Linked DNA regions of Mus musculus: all the other regions are linked to region 3. Evidence: chromatin contacts called from public Hi-C and HiChIP or PLAC-seq data. All regions are on one chromosome and are shown on one strand. Each heading gives the region's core, a stretch centred on a gene start, on an enhancer-like site or on the middle of the called end of the contact. The rest is flanking DNA. Distances are from core to core; before and after follow the strand shown. Region 1 has its middle 19 kb from the start of Pdgfc. Region 2 has its middle 250 kb from the start of Gm52636. Region 3 overlaps LOC102640985 (a long non-coding RNA gene). Region 4 overlaps Pdgfc (platelet-derived growth factor, C polypeptide). Region 5 overlaps Pdgfc (platelet-derived growth factor, C polypeptide). Region 6 has its middle 180 kb from the start of Pdgfc.

The links. A called contact is a pair of places that touch in the nucleus more often than the background predicts. HiChIP or PLAC-seq counts read pairs in DNA pulled down with a chosen protein or histone mark.
Region 1: a contact with region 3 is called in a FOXA1 HiChIP or PLAC-seq map of pancreatic cancer cells. The contact joins two enhancer-like sites. A contact is called at or near these places in 11 of 39 promoter capture datasets (the C10 cell line, the HPC-7 cell line, cranial neural crest and 7 more), 6 of 115 datasets of contacts at active chromatin or transcription factors (SST interneurons, embryonic basal ganglia, embryonic stem cells and 1 more) and 1 of 9 other capture datasets (embryonic stem cells).
Region 2: an H3K27ac HiChIP or PLAC-seq map of embryonic fibroblasts shows a contact between it and region 3, with 5 times the contacts expected there. The contact joins two enhancer-like sites. A contact is called at or near these places in 7 of 39 promoter capture datasets (the 3T3-L1 cell line, 3T3-L1-derived adipocytes, embryonic stem cells and 3 more), 3 of 484 Hi-C or Micro-C datasets (nephron progenitors and tail fibroblasts) and 3 of 115 datasets of contacts at active chromatin or transcription factors (embryonic fibroblasts, large pre-B cells and pancreatic cancer cells).
Region 4: a contact with region 3 is called in a Hi-C map of pancreatic cancer cells, with 2.7 times the contacts expected there. The contact joins two enhancer-like sites. A contact is called at or near these places in 12 of 39 promoter capture datasets (the 3T3-L1 cell line, 3T3-L1-derived adipocytes, the C10 cell line and 6 more), 3 of 484 Hi-C or Micro-C datasets (cortical neurons, pancreatic cancer cells and tail fibroblasts) and 1 of 115 datasets of contacts at active chromatin or transcription factors (embryonic fibroblasts).
Region 5: a contact with region 3 is called in a FOXA1 HiChIP or PLAC-seq map of pancreatic cancer cells. The contact joins two enhancer-like sites. A contact is called at or near these places in 24 of 39 promoter capture datasets (the 3T3-L1 cell line, 3T3-L1-derived adipocytes, the C10 cell line and 16 more), 44 of 484 Hi-C or Micro-C datasets (the 3T3-L1 cell line, B cells, the Ba/F3 cell line and 32 more) and 6 of 115 datasets of contacts at active chromatin or transcription factors (PVALB interneurons, embryonic basal ganglia, embryonic fibroblasts and 3 more).
Region 6: an H3K27ac HiChIP or PLAC-seq map of embryonic fibroblasts shows a contact between it and region 3, with 12 times the contacts expected there. The contact joins two enhancer-like sites. A contact is called at or near these places in 13 of 39 promoter capture datasets (the 3T3-L1 cell line, 3T3-L1-derived adipocytes, the HPC-7 cell line and 8 more), 1 of 484 Hi-C or Micro-C datasets (3T3-L1-derived adipocytes) and 1 of 115 datasets of contacts at active chromatin or transcription factors (embryonic fibroblasts).

Annotation. Positions count from the first base shown.
Region 1 is chr3:81,016,325-81,019,024 of GRCm38.p6, reverse strand. No RefSeq gene overlaps it. Among named protein-coding and RNA genes, the nearest start is that of Pdgfc, 19 kb to the left of the region's middle. Within about 2 kb of position 1,339, at least 92 of the 459 cell types and tissues checked have an H3K27ac peak or open chromatin away from gene starts, as enhancers often do. A contact at or near this core is called in pancreatic cancer cells, where this site is marked.
Region 2 is chr3:81,376,322-81,379,021 of GRCm38.p6, reverse strand. No RefSeq gene overlaps it. Among named protein-coding and RNA genes, the nearest start is that of Gm52636, 250 kb to the left of the region's middle. Within about 2 kb of position 1,346, at least 48 of the 459 cell types and tissues checked have an H3K27ac peak or open chromatin away from gene starts, as enhancers often do. A contact at or near this core is called in embryonic fibroblasts, pancreatic cancer cells and tail fibroblasts, where this site is marked.
Region 3 is chr3:81,916,461-81,919,160 of GRCm38.p6, reverse strand. LOC102640985 (a long non-coding RNA gene) reads left to right here. Exons shown (of 3, transcript XR_375741.2): 2 at 958-2,045; 3 at 2,517-2,572. Among named protein-coding and RNA genes, the nearest start is that of Ctso, 15 kb to the left of the region's middle. Within about 2 kb of position 1,425, at least 64 of the 459 cell types and tissues checked have an H3K27ac peak or open chromatin away from gene starts, as enhancers often do. A contact at or near this core is called in the C2C12 cell line, the HL-1 cell line, the STO cell line and 5 more, where this site is marked.
Region 4 is chr3:81,135,854-81,138,553 of GRCm38.p6, reverse strand. All of the region lies in intron 1 of Pdgfc (platelet-derived growth factor, C polypeptide), which reads right to left. Among named protein-coding and RNA genes, the nearest start is that of Pdgfc, 100 kb to the right of the region's middle. Within about 2 kb of position 1,378, at least 18 of the 459 cell types and tissues checked have an H3K27ac peak or open chromatin away from gene starts, as enhancers often do. A contact at or near this core is called in pancreatic cancer cells, where this site is marked.
Region 5 is chr3:81,057,339-81,060,038 of GRCm38.p6, reverse strand. All of the region lies in intron 1 of Pdgfc (platelet-derived growth factor, C polypeptide), which reads right to left. Among named protein-coding and RNA genes, the nearest start is that of Pdgfc, 22 kb to the right of the region's middle. Within about 2 kb of position 1,293, at least 95 of the 459 cell types and tissues checked have an H3K27ac peak or open chromatin away from gene starts, as enhancers often do. A contact at or near this core is called in the C2C12 cell line, the HL-1 cell line, the STO cell line and 4 more, where this site is marked.
Region 6 is chr3:81,214,332-81,217,031 of GRCm38.p6, reverse strand. No RefSeq gene overlaps it. Among named protein-coding and RNA genes, the nearest start is that of Pdgfc, 180 kb to the right of the region's middle. Within about 2 kb of position 1,436, at least 19 of the 459 cell types and tissues checked have an H3K27ac peak or open chromatin away from gene starts, as enhancers often do. A contact at or near this core is called in embryonic fibroblasts, where this site is marked.

The sequences.
Region 1 (2,700 bases), core at 90-2,589, 900 kb after region 3:
AGACAGATCAGAATGTCGATGAAGGTGAGCATCCAAGATCAAGAGGATGCATCCTGGGGCAAGTGTTATCTACTGAGTTCCAGTTTACCCACTCAGGCAGGAAGGACTTCTGGAATTATCCCGAATAAGCAAAACAGAGCCCAATTGGACCATACCATGGCCAAAACTGATTAGTTATGACCACCTCCTCCCCTTTACTCCTGTTTTACCTTTATTTAAGCCTAGTGTCCCAAAGATGCACTTGAGATCACACACAATCTTTTTTATCTATTCTCCTCAGTATGCTGCACTGATTACATAGTATCTCCCTGCCTCTTTGTCTGTAATTGGGATGGTGAGTGAGCCTGAATGGTTAGGGTCTGTGGATTTATGGGGTCATTTTTATCATCAGCTTTGGATACAACTTGGAAGAGTAAGCTTGTTTTTAGACAGAAGGTTTGCTTTGACAACTGAAAATAGTTGATAAAATTAGTTGATTTGTTTTGGTGTAAGCTAAAAACAATTATGGTGCAGCCAACATACTCCACAAACCTGTCTTTTGGGGTTCTCTCATTGGTGTCTGCCTAACGCACTGAGCATAGGCCACAATCATCCAGTCCTTCTTGGATATCAGCACAGTTTCATGTAGGGTTATTGAACTGTTGTTCCTCTCTAGTGGCATAATTCCAGTTTCACAAAGCATCTCTGGGTCCCAAGTCATGCATGCTCTGGACAGTTTAGAAATGGAGAAAGACAGCCTGACTACATCCCCTGTTCCACTTACTCTTTCTACTACTTCTTCTCCTCCTCCTCTGCCACCACCATCTCTTTCTCTTCCTTCTCCATGTCCACTTTCCTCCTCCTCCTCCTCCTCCACCCCCATCACCACCACCACGGCTCCTCCTCTGATCACGTTGATTGATGCTACATGCAAGAATGGCAGGAAAAGAATGAGTCCTTATGGGATTGGTGCTCTTGCAATAATGAATGTGGGTTTTCTGTCATGGCAAGTGACCAAACAGTTTCTACAGGGCTGGACTTGGACACTCCTCACTCTGCTCTCCCTTCCCCCCAGCTTCAGCTCCATCCTGTTTCTTAGCCCTGGCAATAAAGTGCTGCTGTTTCTTTACAAAGGCCCCTCAGGTCTTGCCCTAGCTGTATTCCTGTGCTCCTGGGCTGAGTTCTTTCCTGATGACTCCTACCTGATGACTCATAGCTGGCCAGCTTCCAAGGCTCTTGCCTTCAGCTTTGGGAAACAGTCTCATTTCTTCAAGGGCCAGCCCCTCCCCCTAGAAGCTGCAATCTTTGATCTGATTGTCAAGCAGCCTCGGCAGTAGACTAGACTTTGACTCTTCTAGAAAGGAGTCAATACCCAGAGTCCCAGCAACCATTCCCCTCATGCCCCAGAGATCACACAATCAGCAGTGTCAGCCACTGCTTGGAAAGGCCTGAGAAAATTATGCAGGGCCAGAGAGCCATGGGATTGGAGAGGACTGGCCTGGAGCAAGAGTGGAGTCAAGAGGTGTCCAAATCCTTGAAATCTCATCCTGAAATCGGCAGAAATAGCACTGCTTCCCAGCCCCAGCCCGTTTGCGTCCTGGTCCAAGTAGCCTTGCGTCCCTATGTTTTTGTCCCCCAGAAGCCAGGTAAACTTCCTCTCCCTTAATAAGGTCATGTCTACAGGCACCTGGAATTCCTTCCTGTGCAAATGGGGCAACCTGAGCACCTGGCTCTGGCCAATGACTCATCTTAAAGATTCATAGCCACCCCCCCAAAGGTTTAAGTAACTTTTGTTCCAACCCATTAAATGAACTATGTCACCAAAGCTGTCTCTCTAGAGTTCGTTCTCATTGTGTTCACATGCACTTGAGGCCTCTTCCGCTCCTAGCTGCCCCCACCTCGCTTACCAGCTCTGGGTCCACCGGGGGTGATCACAGGTCAGTCTCTCTCTATGCAATAGGTATGGAAGCGGAGCATGAACAGCATAAGTGCCCATCTGGGTGCGCATCGACTTCTGTGTTTCTGGAAAGTTGACAAGCACTTTATTTTTTACCTTAAGTCATCACTTCTAGTGTCTCTATCATGCCTTAGACTTATCTTGGAAAACTGGTCTAAACTCACAGACAACGGGAAAAGCCTCATCATAATATCCTACAAAACAGGAGTTTCCGTAACTCCAGGAAAGCATAGTTATGAAGGCCCCAAAGCAGTGGAAGATCCTTGCTAACATCGTGCCATCACTTGTGTGATATGTAAATAGTCCCACTAAAAAGGGTTTATGCTAAAACACCTTATCCACAAATGCCACTGTACTAGACTTAGCCACATCCATCACAGACAGTAACAGTGAGGAGCACAGAAAAGAGAGTGAGTTAGTGTGGCACATTTGGAAAGGGAACAGATAAAGGGGGGCTGGCTGTGTCCCTTCTTAGAATTGGGAACAAAACACCCTTGGAAGGAGTTACAGAGACAAAGTTTGGAGCTGAGACGAAAGGATGGACCATCTAGAGACTGCCATACCCTGGGATCCATCCCATAATCAGCCTCCAAACGCTGACACCATTGCACACCGTAGCAAGATTTTGTTGAAAGGACCCTGATATAGCTGTCTCTTGTGAGGCTATTCTGGGGCCTAGCAAACACAGAAGTGGATGCTCACAGTCAGCTATTGAATGGATCACAGGGCCCCCAAGGAGCTAAAGGGATCTGCAACCCTATAGG
Region 2 (2,700 bases), core at 97-2,596, 540 kb after region 3:
TCTGTGAGGAATTCTAATTTGCTTCAAAAATAAATACATTACTTACATGGAAGAAAACCCCATCCATCCCTCCATTCGACAAATGACATTGAGAGAAGAATGAAATGATGAGCAAGATATGGTAGCTTAGATGATAAAATTGCTCTACTTTTCTTTTTACAGAAGTAAATAGCGTCTGACTACATGTTTCTTTTTGCTTCTTTTTCTAAAAAAGAAATTCTCTGTTGAATGCAAGCGTTGGTTCAATTATTTGTATTGCAGCTACTATATTTCTAGGATACCCAAGAGTCTCTAAACACATTCAAACACACACACACACACACACACACACACACACACACACACACACACACACACATACACACACACAGGGAACGTGAGTACCCAACACCCCATCATATGTCATGAAACATATCTGTGCATAAAGTCAGGGAACAGTGTATTACTCTCTTTCGTAGATTTACCCCACCCCTGCCAAAAGCAACTAAATAGTTATATCACTGCTGAAAGTAAATCTTTTCAAGGTCAGCTTTAGACTGTCTCAAAAATAATACCACTCCTTGAGTCTTCAAACAGGAGTGGAATACTGCCCCTTAACTACTCCAGAAGCATTAGCGAAGGTAAAAGTCACATAAAGAAGAAAGGTTTCCTTCAAAATGTAAACCCTCTCTTCACAAAGCAAGAGCTCTAATTCATCTAATTTCTATGTGGGTTCAGTTTCCAGTCACAGATGTCATTTGGATGTGATAAGGTCCCAGAAGACACTGATGCTGTTTAGTGCTTGCTACACACCCACTTATTGTGGATCACCTATGAAATGCAAAGCCCCTACCAGTAATACATTGGAAAGGACCTCTTTCATATTTTCTGTTAAGAAATGAGGTTCTTCTCTCCCTTGCCCATGCGTACCTCTAAATATAACTGTTTGTAAAATAAGTAAACTGAAAGAAAGCAACTCTTTTGAGAAATGACCTAGGTCAGGAGGCTTCCTGGGTTTTATTGCTACTTCAAAGCAAAACCAGATAAACTGGCTTAAGGTATAACTTTTGGCCTTTGGTGGAATTCCACACAGCTGTCTGAGTAGCATATGTTTTAAGACAGATCATAGGATTTTTGCATGCTTTCTGGTCCATCTATATTCTCTGCTCAGAGTGGTAAGGATTTTCTTTTTCCACTTCCCTAACACACCAAGGACTCTGGTGTCTCTGGGCAGTTCATTCATCTTTTCAGAAAATCACATGAGAGCTGTTAAGTCGGCTGCCCAATTTAAACTGTTTATGTTTCCTTTCCAGGATACTCCAACCAGTGGGATGGACCGCAAGCAGAGCCTGGCAGCAGGAATGCTGCAAGTGCCTGGATGCCACGTGTTCCATCTCCTTTAGATATCCTTGACTCATACATCCTGTCTGGGCTGATGTTGGTTTTCTGATTGCAGAGTGTCTGGAATGTTCTCAAATGCACAAGCCACCTTCCAAGGGCAATTGTGTATCCCTGGACTTTTCTATCACTTTCTGATTCCACTCAGGGGTCTGAATGAAGTCAAATTTTCATCAGAAAATGAAGACTTTGCTTAAAGACCCTTAGCTGTAGTGTCCCATAGAAAGTTTAACTAAAGAATCTCTAAGCATGAGATATGAACAAGATTTATTTTTTACATCAGAGTGGTTATAGTAAAGTTTTAAAGAGAAAATTTTTATTCCTAAAGAGAATGTAGGTGGCGCATGCCTTTAATCCCAGCACTCGGGAGGCAGAGGCAGGCGGATTTCTGAGTTCGAGGCCAGCCTGGTCTACAAAGTGAGTTCCAAGACAGCCAGGGCTATACAGAGAAACCCTATCTCGAAAAACAAACAAAAAAAAAAGGAAAAAAAGGAGAATGGGAAAATTGTTTTTGTTATTGTCATTATATTTAATAAATGATCCATATAGAAAATAAATATCACAAGTGAAGCAAAATGCTTATGGATCTTCTCTTAACATCTGTGCCAAATTGAAATTTCTCTGTTTGTTCAACTGTAACAGTAGAAATCCTGGGAATCAAATGGGAAATGAAACAAGCAATCAGTTGAAATAAGAATATTAGTCATAATTGGTAGTCATAATGGGATATTGGTTTAAATATATTGGTCCTCTTGTTTTGTTTTGTTTTGTTTTGTTTTATGTTGACTGTTCATAGTAGAATGTGTGATTAAACCCTAAACAAAAAGGAATAGGACAGGATAAATGATTAGGTTTCTTTTCATACTACCTTATGTAACTAATGATATCTACAACCTATTTTGTTTGACATTTCAGTCAAAATTCCTGGGAGATTCATACTCACAATTCTCATAACCAATACTTTTAACTGAACAAATGTTATTAAAACTACAAGGTATAGAGGCAAGTAGCTTCCATTCTCTTCTTATATTCTGGAAAACATTTTAAAGACAACTACATATATAAAGAAAATGCCCAGTAGCCAAAACCAAGATACCTGACAGTCCATGTGTTACATTATTGCAATACTACCATTTATGATCCAGCTTTTTCTTTATGAGTCCTTCTCAATTGCCGCATCTTTAAGCTGAGTCAAAGAGAAAAGAACATATATCCTTTTTCCAGTGTGAAACTCTGAATTCTTAGAGGTCAGCTCTGGTTCAAAATTAAATCCCAAATGGAGCTGAAAGGATGCAAAGGAAGAGTGGGATGTGTTGCTGACAG
Region 3 (2,700 bases), core at 176-2,675:
TGTTAAAGATAATTGTATACTCAAGTGTCAGGTTAGAGACCCCACACTTACAGGATCTAAATGAAATTAATGTATGATTTCCCACAAAGAACAAGCAGCACAAGCTGTGGAGATATTAATTTGCCATAATGAACTGAGTTACTGCTTGTTACCATTTGTAATCTTTGATCAGCAAGACTCCATAGCATACACCAAGAAAATAGTAAAAAAATAAAAATAAAAATAAAAAAAAATAAAATAAAATCAACAGATTTATAGAGATTTGCAATTTTTTCTACTTTTCTGTCTTTAATGGGTTCAATCATAATGCAACAAGATTTTGTTTGTATTAAATTGAAGCAATAAGTAATGCTAATCTATCAAAGTAACTAACAAAAAATGTCTCTTTTCTTCTGACAGCGACTTTGGAGGTATTGAACGCTGGGATAGCTCATGGAAAGAGATGGTGGCTCAGATTCTTAGTTCACTGGTGATTAAACATTCCCAAAAGAGACTGACAGATACAGAGAAAGCACATTTAAACCATTTATGGAGAACAGAGAGGCCTTATCATTTAGAGGGCCAAAAGAGAGACCGTGTAACACAGCTCTTCGTGGTATTTCATGTCTACAAAAAAAATCCCCGTGCTTTCTAGATTCTGTGTGGAGGGCCTGCTTGTCTGCTGTGGCTCTTCACGGTAGAGATGAGGTCAACTTGTCTCAGAGGCGATTGAGGTTAGAGGATATGATGGAGAATATGAAGTCGCTAGCTGCCTACATGCCAGGGAAGGGCTTAGTCATCAGGGAGAGGCAGCTGATCCCAGGCGACAGAAGCACTGTTACATGTCTCACAGCCAGCTGCAATTCAGCCAAGAGACAGAGCTTGGGGATTAATAGGACCCAAGAACTATCAGCTAAGATGGACTGGACCTCAGGCAGCCTGAATGAACTTGACACGCTTTATATGATTCTTCCCCAGCTTCCCATGGGTGGCCTTGAACTCACGACAAGCACTGTTCATCAAGCATCAGAAAGAAGAGATGACAGCAGGAAGAGTAGAACACACTTCCTTAATCCTTCAAAAGTGAGCTTTTGAAGAAAGCCAGCTCCATGGTTGACGTTCCTTCCGATATGACATGTACCGTGGAAGGAAAATAAAACCACATACAGACAAATATCTGTACCTTTGACATTTATTCAACTCTAAAGTTTAAGGGGATTTTTCTTCTCATTCTATGTACTACAATGGTATAATCAAACATGGGTGAGGATTTTTCCCTTACTGTGTGTATTGTAGGTGTCTGTATCTGAGAACTAACAATAGCTTCCAGCCACATATTAAAAAAACACCATGAATCATTGTGGCCAGACATCCTCAGAACCAGACCAGGAAAATAACAGTCCTGTGCCTGGGGCCTGTCTGAGGAGGGGAGGAAGGAGTTCTTAGTCTTCAGGGAGGGCATCCCTGAGTCATACCAACCCCAACAGAGATTGCAGCATTAAGGTCTTTGCTAAACAGCAGCCAGGGTAAATATGGAGAGTATAAACCTTGGAAAGGATGGAGAGTCAATAGGGAAACCTAGCATTCTGAGCCACACTGGAATTCCCATTCACCAACACAGCTGCTTGCCTGCCTGCCTGCCGCCGGCTTTCTACACAAGGCAGATGCAGGCCATAGAAGATGAGGAACTGACAAGCAATCCTGGTCATGTGGGTGTAGCAAGAGTGAATACCTTTTCCTAGCACAGTGGAACTCTCCAAAGGTAGCTTTAAGGTGCCCTGCCACGGAACCCCAGGGCATGGTCTCAGGTGAACTATTAAGGGCTAGAGTTGTGGGAGACTGGAGGGTTCAGATGGCGCCATTCCCTGCTATCACTGCAGAGAATTGTGAGGGGAATCTATAGAGCATCTCCTACCTGTGTTCATGCCAGTGACAGCACCGATGTCATTTCACAGCAGGTCTGCCTCGGATAGGGGCATATCAGTGTCTCCCATGGTACAGCAGTGGATTTCTGTTGCCCAAGGACCCCTGGCCCTGTTCCCTGCCTGTCTGCTGGTTATTGTCAGGTAAGAGCATGAGGTTTAAGTGTGTGGAAGGGACAGTGACAGAGATACCTAGGTCTTTCATTACATCATCTCATATGCATATTATGCACAGGCAGGAAGGACAGACTGAATTAGGTCTGAGGCTGCAATTTTATCTCGCACAGGATTGCATTTAAATAACAATAAATATTCATACCTTATGAAAATCCTGCAAGATGACATTCAGTGGTTGGAGGAGAGCATGCAAATGAGTGTGTCTGGAAAATGTGGCTGAAAAATGTAAATTCATTTTATTTTCATAGTAGCAACAAACTACTTATAGTGACTAGTATGGAACTTGATGAAAGCAATATAAGATAATTGCTAAGGAAGGCATAAAGAAACCTTGCTTTTACTAGTAGGTACATATTAGTACATAATTTGTCTCTGCTCTAGATCTAGTCACCATGAATCCTTTTAATAAATAGGACATTCTTCTCTTTATTTACACAGCATGCCATACCGAACGGATGTGAAATAACTTACCCAGAGATGAACAGCTAATAAGTGATGGATGTGGGAAAAACTTAGGTAAATAGCATGTCCAAGCCAGCCCTTATTCTACTGGGACTCCACTGCCACCAATGGAGGTGGCCAGTCAGATAGGCTTCACACTGAGTGTCTGCTTTGTTTATTG
Region 4 (2,700 bases), core at 129-2,628, 780 kb after region 3:
AACAAAAATGGTAGCATTTCAACATGTATTAGTGATAAAGATAACATTTGAGTGATTTATTGATAACATTCACTCAATACAAGAAACAACCATTCTTCTCTGTTTGTCCCACAGATACTGCTAAGTGCTGGAATTACAAGAGTGTGTCATCCTACCAGGACTAATAAATGAATACTTTACCATGATACTAGCAAAAAGAACTGTAGGATTGAAAGTTTGATAAATAGAATCTGGCTTCATCTATGAACTCAAGCATGTTCTGAATCTATCTGGCAGAATCAAGCCAGTTATCAGCCGTGTGTCATGGCCCATAGGCTGGCAGACTTCACAGATGGCCTGTGAAATGTACAGCATGCTTGATGCCAAGTACATGTTATTTTTAAATGCTCTAAAAACATTTCTTTATGAATCAGAACATCTCTTACCAATCCTTATTTGACAAGCTCATGTAACCCACTAGTCTCATTTGTACTTTGCATTGCTTGTGTCTTTGATGATGTGTTTACCTATTTCCTTTTTGACCTATTATCCTTCTTTATCTTCATCTAGATGGTTTATTTACATGGCAAATTTAAAAGTTTATTGTTTAAAAAAAAGTTTATTGTTAAAAATACTGGAAAACCTATGACATAAAACATGGATGTTTGCATACGTATGCTCATTGAGTCCAGAAACAAAAAAAGGGTTTTTGGGATTTTTGTTGTTGTTGTTGTTTGTTTTTTGTTTTTTTTTCTAGAAAAATCAGAATGATGCCACCTTCTCCTTATTGGCTTCTTCAAAGGCAAACTTGTACTTCACGGCAAAATCAGCACTTCCTATCAATCCTGTCCTTATAGAAAAGCCCCACAAGCACTCTTGATGTCTTACATTCTGAATAAGTATAAATGCATAAGATAATACCTGAGATAGGAACCTTAGGGTCTAGTGTCTGTTTTACCATTCCTTTTCCAAACCTACCATTTTGCTTTGTCTTTAACACTATAGTGTAGTAAGACAGAGATAATTAACAAGGCTAGTACCATCTATCACTGTTTACAAGTCAGGAGAGCAAATGACATCTCACCAAGTGAAAGAAGAGATTGCTATATTTAGCACACCAATACTACTACTACTACTACTTCTAATAATAATAATAATAATAATAACAATAATAATAAATTATTTAAGAAATGCCCAATTAAGGTTCTTGGACTTGCTTTAGCTGACTCACTTTTGTCTCCTCTAAAAGAAGTAAATAAGCAAAAGAACTACTCAGCCACTTTGAGACATCAGAGACTAAACAGAGCCTAGTCCTCTTAACACGGTAAATAGTAAGTCTATCTTAGTATTACACGAGGCAGCATGACTAAGGAATATTCTGCAACCCAAAACCACCCTGCGTGTAACCTTTCAACTGTGTGCTCACTGATTCACACTGTCAGCCACTTTAGCTCTGTAAACAGAGGATAATGGACACTCTGGTGACTTTTTTTCTTTTCTGCCACACTATTACTTTCATGTGTCAGATAATTTATGGAAATCTATAAATGTTACCTTGTTATAAGGTACAGACCTTATAGTTGTCACTAGCTCTAACACAGTGATAATATAAAGAAAGGGGACCTCAGAAGATGGCAGAATGGAGTTCTGTAGATTATTTCAGCCTTTAAAGCGCTCACCCTCAAATCCTAACTTTATAAAGTTATTCGTGTTACGTATACAGACGCTTCACTCACCACAGTTAAGTTCAGACTTGTATGTTATATTAACTCATAGTTAATTTTCATAATTTGAACTTTATGTCTTAGCTGAAGTTCATCTACATAATATATACATGTACCAGCTGAGAACCTCCATCAGAAAGTACTGGTTATTGAGATTGGACATTTTCTTACTGTGACTGCTTTTTTTTTATTAGATATTTTCTTTATGTACATTTCAAAAGTATCCCCTTTCCTGGTTTCCCCTCCTAACCTCCCCCCATCACACCCCCCCCCCAGCTCCCTGATCACCAAACAACCTACTCCCCCTTCCCTGTCCTAGCATTCCCCTACGCTAGGGCATATAACCCTCCCTGGACCAAGGGCCTCTCCTCCCATTGACGACTGACTAGGCCATCCTCTGCTACATATGCAGTTGGAGCCATGGGTCCCTCCATGTGTACTCTTTGGATGGTGGTTTAGTCCCTGGGAACTCTGGGGATACTGGTTGGTTCACACTGTTATTCATCCTATGGGGCTGTAAACACCTTCAGCTCCTTGGGTCCTATCTCTAGCTTCTCCATTGGGGACCCTGTGAGCAGTCCAATGGTTGGCTTAGAGCATTCACCTCTGTATTTGTCAGGCACTGGCAGAGCCTCTCAGGAGACAGCTATATCAGGCACCTTTCAGCAAGTACTTGCTGGCATCCACACTAAGTGCTTGGGTTTGGTAACTGTATATGGGATGAATCCCCAGTTGGGGCAGTCTCTGGATGGTCTTTCCTTCAGTGTCTGCTCCACACTTTGTTTCTGTATCTCCTCCCATGGGTATTTAGTTCCCCCTTCTAAGAAGGACCAAAGTACCCAGACTTTGGTCTTCTTTCTTCTTGAGTTTCATTTGATCTCATCCTTAGTCATCAGGGAAACACAAATCAAAACAACCGTGAGAGTCATCTCACACCAGTCAGAATGGCTAAGATCAAAAACTCAGGTGACAGCAGATGCTGGCTTGGATGTGGAGA
Region 5 (2,700 bases), core at 44-2,543, 860 kb after region 3:
AAATATGGCTTGGATTTGCTGTTACACAGACCTCTGAGTTAGGGTTAACAGTTAACACAGAGATGTTTCTAATCTAATGTGGGCTCACTGCAGAAGAACATTTAGAAAAGAATAAATTAATTTTAGGAAGAAAATTACCAGTATCTTTACCACTTCCTACCCTGGTCCTTATTAATAAAATATATTTACAATGCAATAGCATGAATCACTTTAGTGATATACGTTTATACACTCGTGAAAATACTTATGATGACAAGTAAAAAATATGTATGATGCTAGTATGAGCAATGGGGGTTCTTCAGGGGGAGGGCTTTATTTGAACCTTCCTGTAAATCCCATGAATAATGACAACTTGTATAATTCACAGCTTTTCTCAAGGGAGGTTTACTACCCTGGGGCCAGCCATCCAAACAAGGTTCAGGGGTGACATGTGTACCAATATGATAAAGATAGGAAGGAATTGTAGTACAGAGGGTACCAGGTCCAGCAACTCTCTCCTAATTTACCCAGACCATCGGAGAATGCTTCCAGAAAAGACTTCCCTCCTTTCCTCCTTTCCTCCTTTCCTCCTTTCCTCCCTCCCTTCCTTCCTCCCTCGTTCTCTCTCTCTTCCTCTCTTCTTCCGTTCCTCTCTCGCTCCCTCTCTCTTTTCCCCCTCCTTCCTTTCTTTTCTTTTTTCTACCTTTTAATTAAGAAGAAGAGCAAGAAACAAACAAGCAAAGATCAATTTATCTGTGGTTTCCTAATAACGACAAGGACTAGGAAGGATGCTTAAGTATTCCTTTAAAAGCTCAAATCTTTCAAAGGTGAACAAAGTAGAACTTAAACCACGTGGTTTGAATAATGAAGACAAAGTATTCAGGCCATTCTTCCTGAGAGTTTGATGTCCTTGATTAACATGCAAAGTAATGAGAAATTTGATGTTCCTTCTCTAGAGCATTAATATCACTCTAGTTGGCCATGAAGCAGAAAACAAAGAAGCACACACACACTCACATACATACTCATACAAATGCAAACACATACTCATACAAATGCACACACTATTACACTCACATGTACTCCCTCTGTCTCACACACACACACACACACACACACACACAGAGTTTGCACGGTGGTAATGTTTCTTTATAACAAACTGGCCTCAGGAAATTATTAATGAGGGGTGAGGAGGTTACAGAGCAGCTAAGCTCACAAGAATGCCTAAGCAAAGAGAACTGCCTATTCAGACAGAGCGGCTGAGGACTGTGTGGGGAAGACTGGCACTTAGAAAGGAATTCCTTCCTAGGCAAAAATTTTTCTATACCGTGCAAAGTGAGAATCAAATGAGTCATAACAGTCCACATCTCCTGTGTGTGTGTTAGTGGGTGACCTCCGATTCCTAAGGAAGTCAAGGGCAGCATCAAGTGAGAAACCACCCTCCTGCCTCTCTACCCCTCCTCCCAGCACCACATGTGAGGACCATCTGAGATGACACAGGTTTGGTCCAGCCAGATGCCATTACACATTGGATGACACCGGATTTGTAACTTTTGGCTTTACTTTCAGGAAGGGAAAAAAATAAAAATAAAAAAGACCCATGCCAGAAATTGAGCGGCTTTTCTCTTTGGACAAGCCCAGGCATGCCCCAGCGACACCAGCACTGGCTGAACCCTCTCTTCCTAGGCCTGCCTACCACCAGAAAAGTATGAACATTTTAACCGACTGTTTCGAAGGACCCGGAATAGAACTTTTAGTCACTCAGCCTGAGCAGAAGAGCAGTAAAGGAAAAGTTCTCTGCTTGTGCAAACATGGGGCCTATTTTCTCTATGTGAAGATGGCAAGAAACCCCTTTGTCCCCAAATCAGGATGAATGTTTTATCACTTTCAAAAGAGAAGGTACCTTCTGGTCCAGATACACAGAAAAGAGTCCTCTGCTTGACAGCTTCCACTTTATGCTGGTCAAGTATGTCTCTTCTATTGCTGCTATTGACCACTGCTGTGTCCTTGTCAACTCAGGACCAGGGGACTCTCAAGTAAGTTAGGCTTTCAGCAGCACAGCTTCATAGACTGAGCACCAATGGGTTGTCAGCCCTTCCTGGCTGCAAATGGTTGTCACTGTAGAGCCATCGAGTCCCTAAGCAATTCTAGAGAAACTCCCTATTGCAACACACACTAATTCTCTCAGTTCTGTTTTTCTGTAGAACCCTCACTAAAGATGGCTTTATGTTGGCCAGATTTAATCTTCTGTAAGTAGTTGAGACAACCCTCATGGCTGGATTTCAGTGTTCTTTTGTTACAGATGACAAAGCTGAAGTCCAGGGGGGGTGGGGGGGGCAAAGTGGTGGAGTCATATGGAGGTTGTACTAGAAGAGAAGATATTGTGCTCTAAGACTCAAGCATTGATTCTGCACCACTATTCTTTAAATGGCAATGGTTTGTGTTGCCAGAGAATTAGACTCAATTCCAGCTTCATTTTACTTTCTGTCCTTCCTCAAAAAGCCATATTTTGTTATGTTGATCCCAACCTACTTTCTAGATTAAAATAAGCAAACTGGAGAAAAAAAAAAGTGAAGATACCAAGTGACAAATCTCAATTTCTGGGACAAACGCTGAGGTGCCTATTTAACAAATAAAGAGACTTGGTATCCAGATTCGTCCAGCATCCCTCCATCACTTCCTGCTATGGGGTATGGCTGACATAACCACCCTCTGCCCTAA
Region 6 (2,700 bases), core at 187-2,686, 700 kb after region 3:
ATTTCTGTGACTTTGCAGTAAGCTCTAAAACCCTAAAGCTGAATCTGCCCATTTTATACTCCTATGCTCAAGGTTTATCTATCAGTTTGGTTTCTTCATACTCTTTTCTGATTATTTAGAGTATCTTAATAGTTCCTCTAAACAAGCCAGTTGGACTTAGACTTAGATCTATAACTTTTAAAATGATAAACTTATTGACCTTAAAAGAAAATTCTGATGAAAGAGATATGCTTCATCTTTCAGTTTCTTAAAGATTTATACTGGACATTCTTTCCTGTAATGACTGAGGAGTTATATAATAAATTGGATCCTGTGTAGATTCAAATGCCTGCTGAGGCAATCCTTAAAAAGATGAGTTAATGATTTAGTAACTGCACAGAGTGTGACCAAGGTAGATGCAGGAACGGAGCTTAGCATGAGCTTCTAGGGGAATACCAGTGTATTTGAGAAGGGAGGGAGGGAGGGAGGGAGGGAGGGAGGGAGGGAGGGAGGGAGGGAGGGAGGGAGGGATGCTGCCCATATGCTACTCAGAGAACAACTTGGAGGAGTTGGTTCACTTCTTTCCCCTTCTGGATCCTGGAACTTGAACTCAGGTAGGTAGTCAGGTTGGACAGCAAACAACTTTACACAGTTAGCAATCTCCCAGACAGAGAGAAAAGGAAATTTTATAACCTTGCTTCACTGACAAAATAGTAGTCTGGCCTGTGGGGAGCTGAGAAGCAGCAGCATCTTTCTCCTGTGTCCTTCATCTCTCAGCTGAAGGTCAGAGAATTCAACAGCCCCAGGGCTTGTCCCAGAGATGTTCCACTCAACATCATTTATCCTCCTGCATCCTCATCTCACCTATTTACTGATGCAAATTGTTAACTGACTCCCACTTTGATTCAATGCCTCATTAGGCATTGGTGAAAGAATAAACAATATGATTCCTGCTTAGAGTCCCATTAATGTAGGAGTCTAATGAGAAACCAAAACGAGGTCATTGTAACTCAGTACCACAATATTTATAGTTGAACTATTTCTGTACGCCTGTGTAAGTGGAGAGAATGAAGCCAAGCTTGAGGGACTAATGGCATTTGAATGGACACTTGGCAGGAAGCTAGTAAGAAGGGTCTGTGTAGGAGCTGTTCTTCTAAGAGAATGTAGCACACATTAGCATACATGTGAAGGAATGCTGGTATTTTTCAAAACCCACAAATATTCTCTACAGCTGTGCCAGATTTGATGGTGTAAAATGAACGGAAAGTGGTAAACAGTGAGCTTAGGAGGGATTTGGTGTGCCATACGAGGATTAAAACAGAATTCTGTAGAGTTCTACTGGGGAAACTCTACCCATCACCATTAGCTTTGCTGAAGGGCCATGCTCTTAGTGGTGTGGAGGACAGATCAAACAGCAGTGAGGCCAAAGGCTCATTAGGCTGGGGAAACAGAGACTGTTTTACTGGAATGGAGAGAGCTCTGAGGCAGGGCCAGAAAGGAGACAGTTACAGAAACTGGGGGGTGTGGTAGTCACAAATGTGAGGGAGGAAAAGGCACTCAGTGATGTCTGCTAATAACATAGGAAGCAGGAAATGAAAACAAAGCCCGGGCCTCTCTGAAGTGAGATGGTTCATTATAAAGGACTTAGCTTCAGAAAATTCACTCAGCTTCAACATCGGATGTGAGAAGAAAGCGAACCACTGGGGGGAAAAGAATCTATCGATACAGTTTAATTTTCTGAGGGCAAGACTACCTGTTTTGTCTTTCGCACACGTCCAAATTGTCTATAAGGAGTATTTGATGAGAAGGAGAAAGGAACAATGAGAATCAGAAATAAAAAATATAATCATGAATACTGCTTCATATAACTAAGTGCTATTCTTCAGTTTAATAAGCATCACTATGCAAAATGGGCCTTTGCCACAGAGACAGAAGTCGGAACCACTGATATAACATACAAAATAATTGGTGGTCAATATAGTCAACACCTCCAAGACTTAAGAGAAAATGAGGTCACGTGTGCTGTAAACGCATTAGCTTCTGTTGGCTTTGGTAAACACAGGAAGCATCATGAGTGTAATTGATCATAGACAATCAGGCTTCATACTTACCCTCACTCACTGGCAGTAGGGAACAGAGTGATACTTTTATGATCACGTTTGACCACCAAAGAGAACAATAAATATTTTAAAACTGACAAGGGAAATGGTTAGAAATACCAAGGTAAACACATCTGGTAGGTAATTCCGTGTAATCTCTCACAGTTCTTACTTTGCCAGTAAGACCTGGAAACTGCCGATATTCTGCACTTCCCATGATGCTTGGTGAAGTTATTTCTGGGTCTCTATAGCGCTGGGACAAAAGGGCAAAAGGTTAAAGAAATGAGACAGAGAACATGTTTATTTGTGTACTTGTTTCTCACATGGTGGGAGGTAGGGCAGGGCTGCCAGCAGCAGGGTCACAGTCAATGGGTACTCTTTGCAAGCTCAGTCTGGAGAGACTGTCTCTGGACATGTGATGTTTCGCCAAGCCTACAGCCAAGTGCTGAAGAAACCAGACCCCAAGAGATCTGTGCCTAGAATGGAAGGACTATATTTTGAAATACCCTGGTAATCCATAGACTAGCTACTACATACTGCAGATGTTGCCATAGAAAATGGAGACAGGAATAGGAACTTATGGAATCTGCCCCTCACTTAATCTAATCATATACTATATCAC